Linked DNA regions of Gossypium hirsutum: region 2 is linked to region 1. A link is a contact called in public Hi-C data. All regions are on one chromosome and are shown on one strand. Each heading gives the region's core, a stretch centred on a gene start, on an enhancer-like site or on the middle of the called end of the contact. The rest is flanking DNA. Distances are from core to core; before and after follow the strand shown.

Region 1 (4,457 bases), core at 959-3,458:
AATGTTAGATTTGAGGAAGTAAAGCTCTATTTAAAGCAGATAAAAACCTGATTAAAGAGAGTGGCTGCTTGACAAGTGTCCACCATTATCAGCAATTCCTTAAATCTGAATTTGCAGCATCAGCAACAGTACGAGTCCATTTTCGCATAGCAATTACAACTATAGAGCATCAGCAAAGTGCATATAAAGCAAAACATGAATCAAGGTTCCTACCTATGTTTTGCTTTAAAGTATTGGGTAGATAAATAGTATCATTTGCTTTTTCCTATGTTCTCACCTGTGCTTTTCTTTCATCTGTTTCACAGCATCAGCTAAATCATGACTCTGTAGTTCCTCCGAGTCTTGAAACTTTAAAAACTCATCTCCCCCATGCCCTGTCATATATAGAAGAATGTGACTGCCTTCATCACTCAAAAGCCGCTTTGATCTTGGAACAGCAGTCTCATGACGTCCAGTTAAAACACGCAAAAAATTTTCCACTGTTACTTCATAACCTCGATAATCTACCTGAGTGATTACAACTTGGATAAATTAGGGTTGGTCAAATGAACAGAGTAATAAAAGGGGGAAAAAGGACAACCCTTCAAGCACAACATGCAACAATATGCACCCAGTGAAACACCTAAGATAATCAATGTTTGGTACCATGCACGTTACATTAGGGTAGACCATCTTACTATGCCCACCACGTGGCCTACACTCCCTGCCCCCCTCTTGCCTGTGCCGACCCACACAATCAAGCCAATTAAGTAATTGATCACTAAGAACTAACCTCAACATTATCTCCATAAAGGTTGAGTCTATGGTTCTCATTGTTGAAAACTTGAGCAGGGTACTTGTTTCTAGTGTTGCAGGCCATGTCATCTGCAAGCATGAGTATTATCCTCTCATCAGGTATTCCTAGTCGCTTAACTGTCCTGGAAATCCAAACAAAGGAAAAAAAATTAACCAAAATAAACAAATTATAACAGAAAAAAAGAAAAGAAAAGAAAAGACTAGGTTGGTGCCTGGTTACCTATACAAGGATAAAGTGTTCGCCATATGACGATAGTTAAACCTGAAAGGGAAAATTCACAATTATTTCAATTAACAATTTCAGGACTCTACATTGTGCTCTGTTTTAGCTGATCAAATACAGTAAGAGGAAGGAAGTTAAAAATAGTGTAGTGCAACCTTGTTCGAATTTGTCTTCCTTGTTAAGTGACAGAAACTAACGAGATAGCTGTCCCATACAAACATCTAAATATTTCATTGCTCCAGAAGATAGAAAGGTGAGAAAAGAGAATTTTGTTGAGGAGCAGAACCTTGACCACAGCCATTACCACATTTGAATTTGCTTTTGCATTGATAAACCAGAAGTAAAAAAAAGCATTTGCTTTGAAATCATCGACTGAGGAACACCTCACCAGCACTAACAAAAAGAATAGCTTCTAATAAAGAAAAACGGAAAGCTGATAGTTTATTCATCATTAGTAATTACCACTAGTTTGAGGGGTCAAAAGGACTTGCACAAAGAAAATAAGCAAATATCAAAACACAAAAAAGTTTCTCAGAGTACAAAGAGGCAGAGTTTCATTATATCAAACTTACAATGACATAATCAAACAAAGCCACAGAGTTCAAACAATCAAATGAATTACACATCAAAATAGCATCTAAAAGTCTCTCCTATATCCTCTCAACTTCAGATTGGTGCCAAACAAATGTAGCTAGAAATCAAATCAAACAAAAAATTAAGGGAGAAAAAGATGGGTTATCTTAATTATCCCCAATATTACACGAGTATGATTCATTTGATCCTAAAACTCAATGAAAAGAAAAAAAAAGGGGAAATATAGAAAAAGTGCACAAATTGAGGTTGTTTTTATTACCAGAAACGAGAGGTGCAAACTAAGACAGCCCAATTGTTAGTATGCATGGCGGCTTCGACAGGAGAAGAATTGTATGCAATCGAACTGTAGAGAAGCAAACATGGTAATAAAAGTAAATGAAAAAGTGATTTGGGATTTATGAAAGTTTCCATCTTGAATTCCAGCCGATATCGTTTCCAATGCAATAACAGATCAAAGAAAACGAATGATAAATCTAATTTTAGAAATCTGCAGCAAAGCTTGAACTAGCGGCACTAGAGAAGAAAAGCCGAACGACGCCGTTACCAGGTTGAGTTAAATTTTAATTATTATTATTATTAATTTCTTTTTTGAAATTTAGACAGCCCAATATCCCATTCCCATGAACCTTTTTTTGGTTAACTCAGAACCCGTTTATCTTATTTCCGGGTCCAACCCGAATCCGACTTCACATTAACAGTTTTACTAGTATAGTTTTGACTTTTGACTTAAAAAATTCTTCCTCATTTACTTTTCCGAGTATTTTGAGGAAGCTCTCCCAGTTGGTTCCTCCTTTTATCAAGCCTTTTAAGGATACTCTCTTTCTCTATGGCCAAACAAGATAAGCAACACAAGATTTTCATTTTTTCTTTGAAGGGCATTTCGTCTTGTTAAACTTGCATTTTTTGGGTCGATCATCTCATTTTGACTTCTGGGTTTGTGTCAGTTTAAGCATTGGATGTTCTGTCTAGTGTTTTTAAGACAACCCCATTCATATTCTACTTGCGACTCAGGAAACTATCTTCATTTTGTTGTTTTAGTGGCATTGATATATATATATGTACATCATGAATATGTGATTGAATGTTAGTAGTTGGGTCATGGATGGCCAAAATTATTGTTTTCTTGGTGAACAATGAAGGAAAAAGCAAGTTTTGAGGGAATTGTTCTTTTTAAGTATCTTTCCAAGTGTACAAGTATGGGAGGAAAACTTCAATTTTCTTGATATGTCAAAAAAAATTATTATTTCTTGGTGATTAGTTATTAGATTGGTGCCTTTTTCCTTTCATTTGATGACTACACCTCATGTCATGAGTTCTTGGACTGTCATAGTATATGGTACTAATTATTCAAAGTCCTGCATTTATTGGTAGTAATAGTGTGTTCATGGAAAAGAGTAAACTGAGGAAATGTTACATAGTGAAATAATTGGCCTAGAAGATTGGACTAGAAATACTGCAAAATGTGAAAATAGTTCTCTGCTTTAATTATTTTTCCCATAGATAAAAAGGATGAACTAATTGTACAACATAAGTGAAAATTTAGACAACTGTGCTAAGTAGGGAAGAAAGACATATTCCTCTTTGAATCAATGACCTATAATGTGAAAACAAAATTTTGGACAAATATTTCTAGTCTTAAAGCAAGATGAATGAACACCTTAAGGACATTCACCGTTAATGAGGTTGGAAGGTGAATCTACACCTTGGAAGAAGCAATCCATTGCTGGAATCAGATTTGATTAATCTGAACGTGGCAACAAGAAACTAAAGCCTATGTTCTCGCGAATAAGTGGCGGTGGTTCAATGTCCGCAATGTCTATTTGTTCCATCGACTTTGATAGGTCGTCAACTGAAAATGGAATGCTGCAAAACGATAAAAGTTGTGGGAAGTCAGTTAAAAAACGAGCTCAGCTGGTTTCCAGGTAATGTTTTCAATTAGCTTTAAGAGCAATGCATCCTAGATGGTGAAAAACAAAGGTTGAGGGCCAAATAGATCATCATCACATAGTGGAATGTAAATGCTAACCTTGAATCATCATCCAGCAGGAAGGAATTACTAACAGCATTGTTGGAATCTTCTGTCATCAACACTCTCATATTGGCTATTACCTAGAAGTCGATAATCGAGCCAAGTCATATTATTAAACCAGTGGATATCTTTTAATCTAGTTTGACAAACTGCATCTCTTGAAACTTACATCGGGGGACACACTATGCGTGCCATACTTGTCGTCCCAATACATCGTACTAATACGATACAGCTGCTGTATACTGAGGACCTGTAGGTGAAGAATGAAAATCGCTTAAGGCTTCAGATCCAGGGAAGATTTGGACAGTAGTGATGCCAGTGGCTTACCGGACAAAGATCGTGGCTTATTTCATCCAGTGTTTTCTTAGATTTTTGATGTATTACCTAAATCAAAAATAGAATAACATTGATATCGTGCACCACTTCTTTTATTCTTGAATGTCATAACAAGAAAATGGAAGAACAGATCTAAAGTGTTGTAAGAATGGGAACATACTAGAAAACCGATGGCCTGCCGTATATGCTTGAGCTCATCCCAAGCTAAACCTGCATACTGCATTTACAGATCTATCAAGTTTTGCAAGTATTCTCCTTGAACCAGAAAGCAAACAGGGAGGCAGTTAAAGGTACCTCATCGGTTGCCTCATAACACCAGTGTTCAAGTTCAGCTAACCCAGCTTTAACATATTCACCATTACTGAATGAACAACACTCTCTCCTCAACAAAAGACTGCAATAGAATAGTGTATTGGTATGCCATATAAAAAAGTTTCTGCATACAGCAGAAAAAACCAAGCGTAAAGCATTAAAGTAACA
Region 2 (4,768 bases), core at 328-2,827, 240 kb before region 1:
CTCAACTGTGATCTGGATTTTGGTTATGAAACCAAAGCTACATAGATACATGTAGATATACCATCTTCTAGCCAAAAGCAAACCCGTGGAGCTTCGAAAAATAAATCAAAGCAACCATGCAAGCCAGTTTTGCAGTTATAAGTTAAACAAAAAAGGCTCCTCGCAAAGGAACAGAAAAAAAGGAATACAGAAGAATGAACTGCCATCAAGTAATGTGGAAATCTAAAATCAGGTTTGCACATAATGAAAAAATGTCCCCCAAATGGATTGAATTTTTTTTCTTTTTTTCTTTTTCCCCACACAAATAAAGGTTTTAAAAGAAATGCAAATCTGCCCAAAAATGCAGCAAAAATTATCAGAAATTTCAAAAATATTACAACCAAAAACAAATACGGAACAAAATAAATAAGCCAAAGGAAATTATAAAGACAATGACCATACACAAATAGAGAAACCTATAGGTAACCGTAAGCTAAAAGTTCTTTAAAATTAGAAGTTGTCAATTAAACAACTAAAAATAAATTTGTAGATGGGGAAGCGGGGTTCACCCCAAACAACCAAACAGAGGGCAAAGGATCATAATTTAAAACATCAAAAAAATTCTTAATAAATTTCAAAAAATTTGCAATAAGCTCCCCAGAAATGATTAAACTGGCAAAACGATAGACGAAAGTAGAAAATATTTTTCAAAAAGCACACACACCTAGAGCAAACAAAGGCAACGATTCGTAAACAATGCACCCAAAACACACGCAAATTCAAAAAATTTGCAACACAAGCACTCCCAAAACCATCAAATTCACGAATAGGAACCACAAAGAAAGTAATTTTCGTTAACAAGAAAAAACCCAACCACAGCAAACAAGCATTCGCTTCTCACGTAATGCACCAAAAAGTAATCCCAATTCCAGCAAATTTGCAACAAAAGGTTCTCGAATTTCACCAAAAAAGCACCGGAAGAAGAAATTTTGATTTTTTTTCCAAAAACACCTAGAGAGTATATAAAGCTAATGGTGTCCCATCGCATGCACCAAAAGCCTCTCAACTTTCAATAATTTTGCAACTCCCAAACCCAAAACCATCAAATTCACCAAAAAGGGTACACCAAAAGTAATAAACCTTTTACCTAAAGCAACCAACTGAGATTTCCTAGAAGACCCGGAAAGCGAAGCACCGGCGCCACCAAGAGCCAACTGCTGCAGCTGCTGATGTTCTCTCCTTTCCTTAGAGGTCGATGACGCCGTTTTCTTAGCGGCCATCGCCTGTTCCGGGGTGCCATACTTCCTAGGCCTCCCTCTCTTCCGCCTCGCAGGCTCCAGGGGTGACATCACCGCGGAAGGCACGGAGTGAGGGTATACCATGTGGTGGGAACCTCCACTCTCGTTAGGCGGCAGAAGGCCATTAGTCGGTGACGGAGTGGTGTTGACAGTGGTGGAGGTGTTGGTGGTGAAGTAGTGTTGTTGGGCTTCATTGCGTTCCATTGGTTTTTCAATATTTTTGAGGTTTTAGAGAGAGAAAGAGGAAAATCTCTGCAGATTTTTTTATTTTTTATTATTTTTAGTTTATAATTTGTTTTTGTTTTTTTGTTTTAGGTTTTTTTATTTATTTTAATCTGGGGTCGTGTAAGCTGAGCCGTTGGATGAAAGTTACGAAGGTAAGATGATTGACTTTTGATATTTGACTGTTCAAAAGATGTCTTGATAAACGGATTAGTTTATTTTGTTTTTAGGGTTTTAGAGGTTTTCCCCCCTAAGATCCAATAATATTATATACGATAATAATATATTTAAATATATAAATATTCTAAAATTATATAACATAAAATTTCAATACTATACTGTGGTAATATCGAATTTAAAATACACATCTACCTTTAAAAATAACAAAAATAAATAATAAAACATCAATTTAAAACTAATAACAATAATATATGTACGAAATTAAAATTAAAAAATAGTTTAAATTATGAATAAAATTTTTTTTAAATGGGTAAATACATCAAAATAAATAATTAAATACACTATAATTGTTTATTATAGCGTTGTTGTTTTTCATAAGTTGGTATCGAATTAATTCGTAACACCAACTTAATCAATGACATTATTAATACGAAAATTCTATCACACATGTATGCAATATACACTAACAAATGGGTGAAACAATTTCTACAATAACATTGAAATGTATAAAAAGAATTAAAATAAAACTTTGATTAAATTTGTAAAGAAATTATTTTAAAAGTGTTGGTGGTATGAGTCTAAATCAAACCATAAGTAAATTTTTATTAATTTTATTTAAAAAATAAAAAGATAAAAGTGCCCTTACAATAATATAATATATTTATACATCAAAGGGTATTTTTATAATTCTTTTAATCAAGTTAAAACCCAATTAAAAGTGACATTAACTCAACATCATAAAATATACAATAAAATGTTAGAATATTTTTTTTAACTAATATCACAGTTGAAAAAAAATGCTTATATATCATACCCCAATTTTTATTTAGGTAATTAGTGTGATTTGGTTGACAAGACAATTTGTGTAGTGCATGTTTTTGTCAAACACAAACTTTTCGTCAATCATTTCATTTTCTTCTTAAATCCTGGTTGTTGGATTTAAATAGTAACAAACTTTAGGCTATTAGATTGTAGGTAGCTTTTATTTTGTATAATTAAAATAGAAAAGCTATTATTATGATTTTTTTAGTGCAGTACTTTTAATTATAAGGTATTTTTTATTTATCACAAAATTTTCAATAATTTCGTAAAGGAAAACACACAATTTAAATACTTTATCAGTTTTTCCAGTAAAACACTTCTAGTTAGAAGTATTTTTCAAATACCATGTGCGTGTGTAATCTTGTCCAATTATTTCTAACATTTTAATTTAAGTCTCATATCCAATTTTAGTGGTTGGTTATAAATTGGAGATGATACATAATTCATCTTGTAACAATCTGATTTTCAATTGTATCGAATAATATGATTTCGAAATCTCATCTATAAATATTAAATAGAGATATTTAAGGAGTTAGTATAAAAATATATTAAAATTTGGTTAAGTAATAGCCGAAAATGTGGTTAATTAAGGCTCAGGAACTAAATTGTACAAGTTTAATCGCTATAAATTTTTAATTAGGAAAAGGCTCGGGAGCTTAAATAACAATTATCCAAGGAACTAAAATGGCTAATAGACCAATTTTAAGTAGATGATAGTCGGATGTGATGTTGATTGTCACTAAATTAAATTAATTAAGGATTTATGTTTAATCAAGCATGACTAAAGTAATTAATTATGTTTAATTAAAATTAATCTAATTATATAAGTAAAAATTAGTAGGAAAAAGATGAAAAAGTCATCATCTATTTGATATTCGACCAAGATTTTAAGTAAGTCCCCATCCATTTTTCTTTGATTTTATAGATTTTTTTTCATGGGAGCTTGATTAAGCTAACCCCTGTATCAATTTATTCAATTAGTGAGATTTTGATAAGTTTCCATTGTTGAGAATTGAATGAATTAGGTGTAAAATTGATAGAAATTAAGCTTAGATTATAAAAATGACTAAACTATAAAGCTTAAACAATCTTGATTGTTAGATTTGTTATATTATGGACCAAATTAAATAAAATGCAAACCTGTTATGAAATTGTGGTAAGAATAGAAAGTAGAAGGTCCTTAATGAGTAAATGTGAAAAATCGGATTTTAATCAAAAGCTTGCGATCGAAAGTTATCTTTGTCTCGAGTTTAGGGACTAAATTGAATAAATTGTAAAATATGCATGACTTTGTGTTTGAATGTAAATTGATGGAAATTGATATTATTTATTATGTTGTGTATCGTACGTAGCTAACGTCGACGCGAAACCTTCGAGAGGGAAATGAAAAACCAGAGTTGTCGACGAGTGACTCAGAAACTCTAGTTTGTACTTTTTTTTATTTGGGATAGAAATATTTGCTTGTATATGTATGTTTATTGAATGATTGATCATTGAAGTGAGTATATAGTGATAGTATGAATTGTTTTGATTGAGTTTGATATGGAATATCTATATAGAGGACTAAAATGAATAAAATGGGAAATAACATGAATTACTTTAATTATGTTATGTGAAATGGAAATTGGATAGAAATATGTTGTATGATAAGAAATACATGTGTATAGATGATGAATTGAATTGTGATTATGAATATGATTGAGAAATGGTACATGTATTGAATTCTAAAATGAAATAGAACATGGGTTCCCTATTACTAGTTGGGCTGAGTTGGATATAATTGACATGCTATAAGATTGGATTGTGTACGGGATTATGCACTATGTACCAAGATGAACCTCGTGTAACAGCCCGAAAGTTAGTGGTGTTAGAAACGGTGGTTCCGAAACCCTATTTCCAATGATCGAGTTCTTAAATATTATTATTTAATATTTACAAGGTTAGTACAAACTTTAATTAAAGTTTGGTCCATTAATTTTTTGTTTGGGTAATTAATTAAGGTACAAGAACTAAATTATAAAAGTCGTAAAACTTAATCACTATGAATTTTTAATTAATTGGAAGACCAAATGAGCAAATAGACCATTATTAAATGGCCAAACGATGGTGGATGGCCATTGTACTCCACTAATTTTGTTAATTAAGATTAGTGATTAATTCATTAAGCTTTAGTTAATAAATTATGATTAATTAATTTTAATTAAATTATATAAGTTAAAATAAAAAGAAAAAAACAAACATTTTCTCTTATCATCTTTTTCATTTCA

What was found. Hi-C and Micro-C count contacts between places; a contact is called where the count stands out from the background.
Region 2: a Hi-C map of leaf shows a contact between it and region 1, with 1.9 times the contacts expected there. The contact joins the promoter of LOC107889263 here to the promoter of LOC107889289 in region 1. A contact is called at or near these places in 7 of 34 Hi-C or Micro-C datasets (anther, callus, hypocotyl and 1 more).

The regions. Positions count from the first base shown.
Region 1 is chrA11:107,777,218-107,781,674 of Gossypium_hirsutum_v2.1, reverse strand. It overlaps LOC107889289 (putative GPI-anchor transamidase), which reads right to left and starts at 2,208. Exons shown (of 12, transcript XM_041081669.1): 1 at 1,872-2,208; 2 at 1,016-1,057; 3 at 773-917; 4 at 278-507; 5 at 48-105. The coding sequence starts at 2,023. LOC107889307 (myosin-11) reads right to left here. Exons shown (of 40, transcript XM_041081670.1): 35 at 4,272-4,371; 36 at 4,138-4,194; 37 at 3,969-4,025; 38 at 3,811-3,891; 39 at 3,639-3,721; 40 at 2,546-3,475. The coding sequence ends at 3,352.
Region 2 is chrA11:108,013,847-108,018,614 of Gossypium_hirsutum_v2.1, reverse strand. LOC107889263 (AT-hook motif nuclear-localized protein 14) reads right to left here and starts at 1,577. Exons shown (of 6, transcript XM_016813632.2): 1 at 1,127-1,577. The coding sequence starts at 1,481.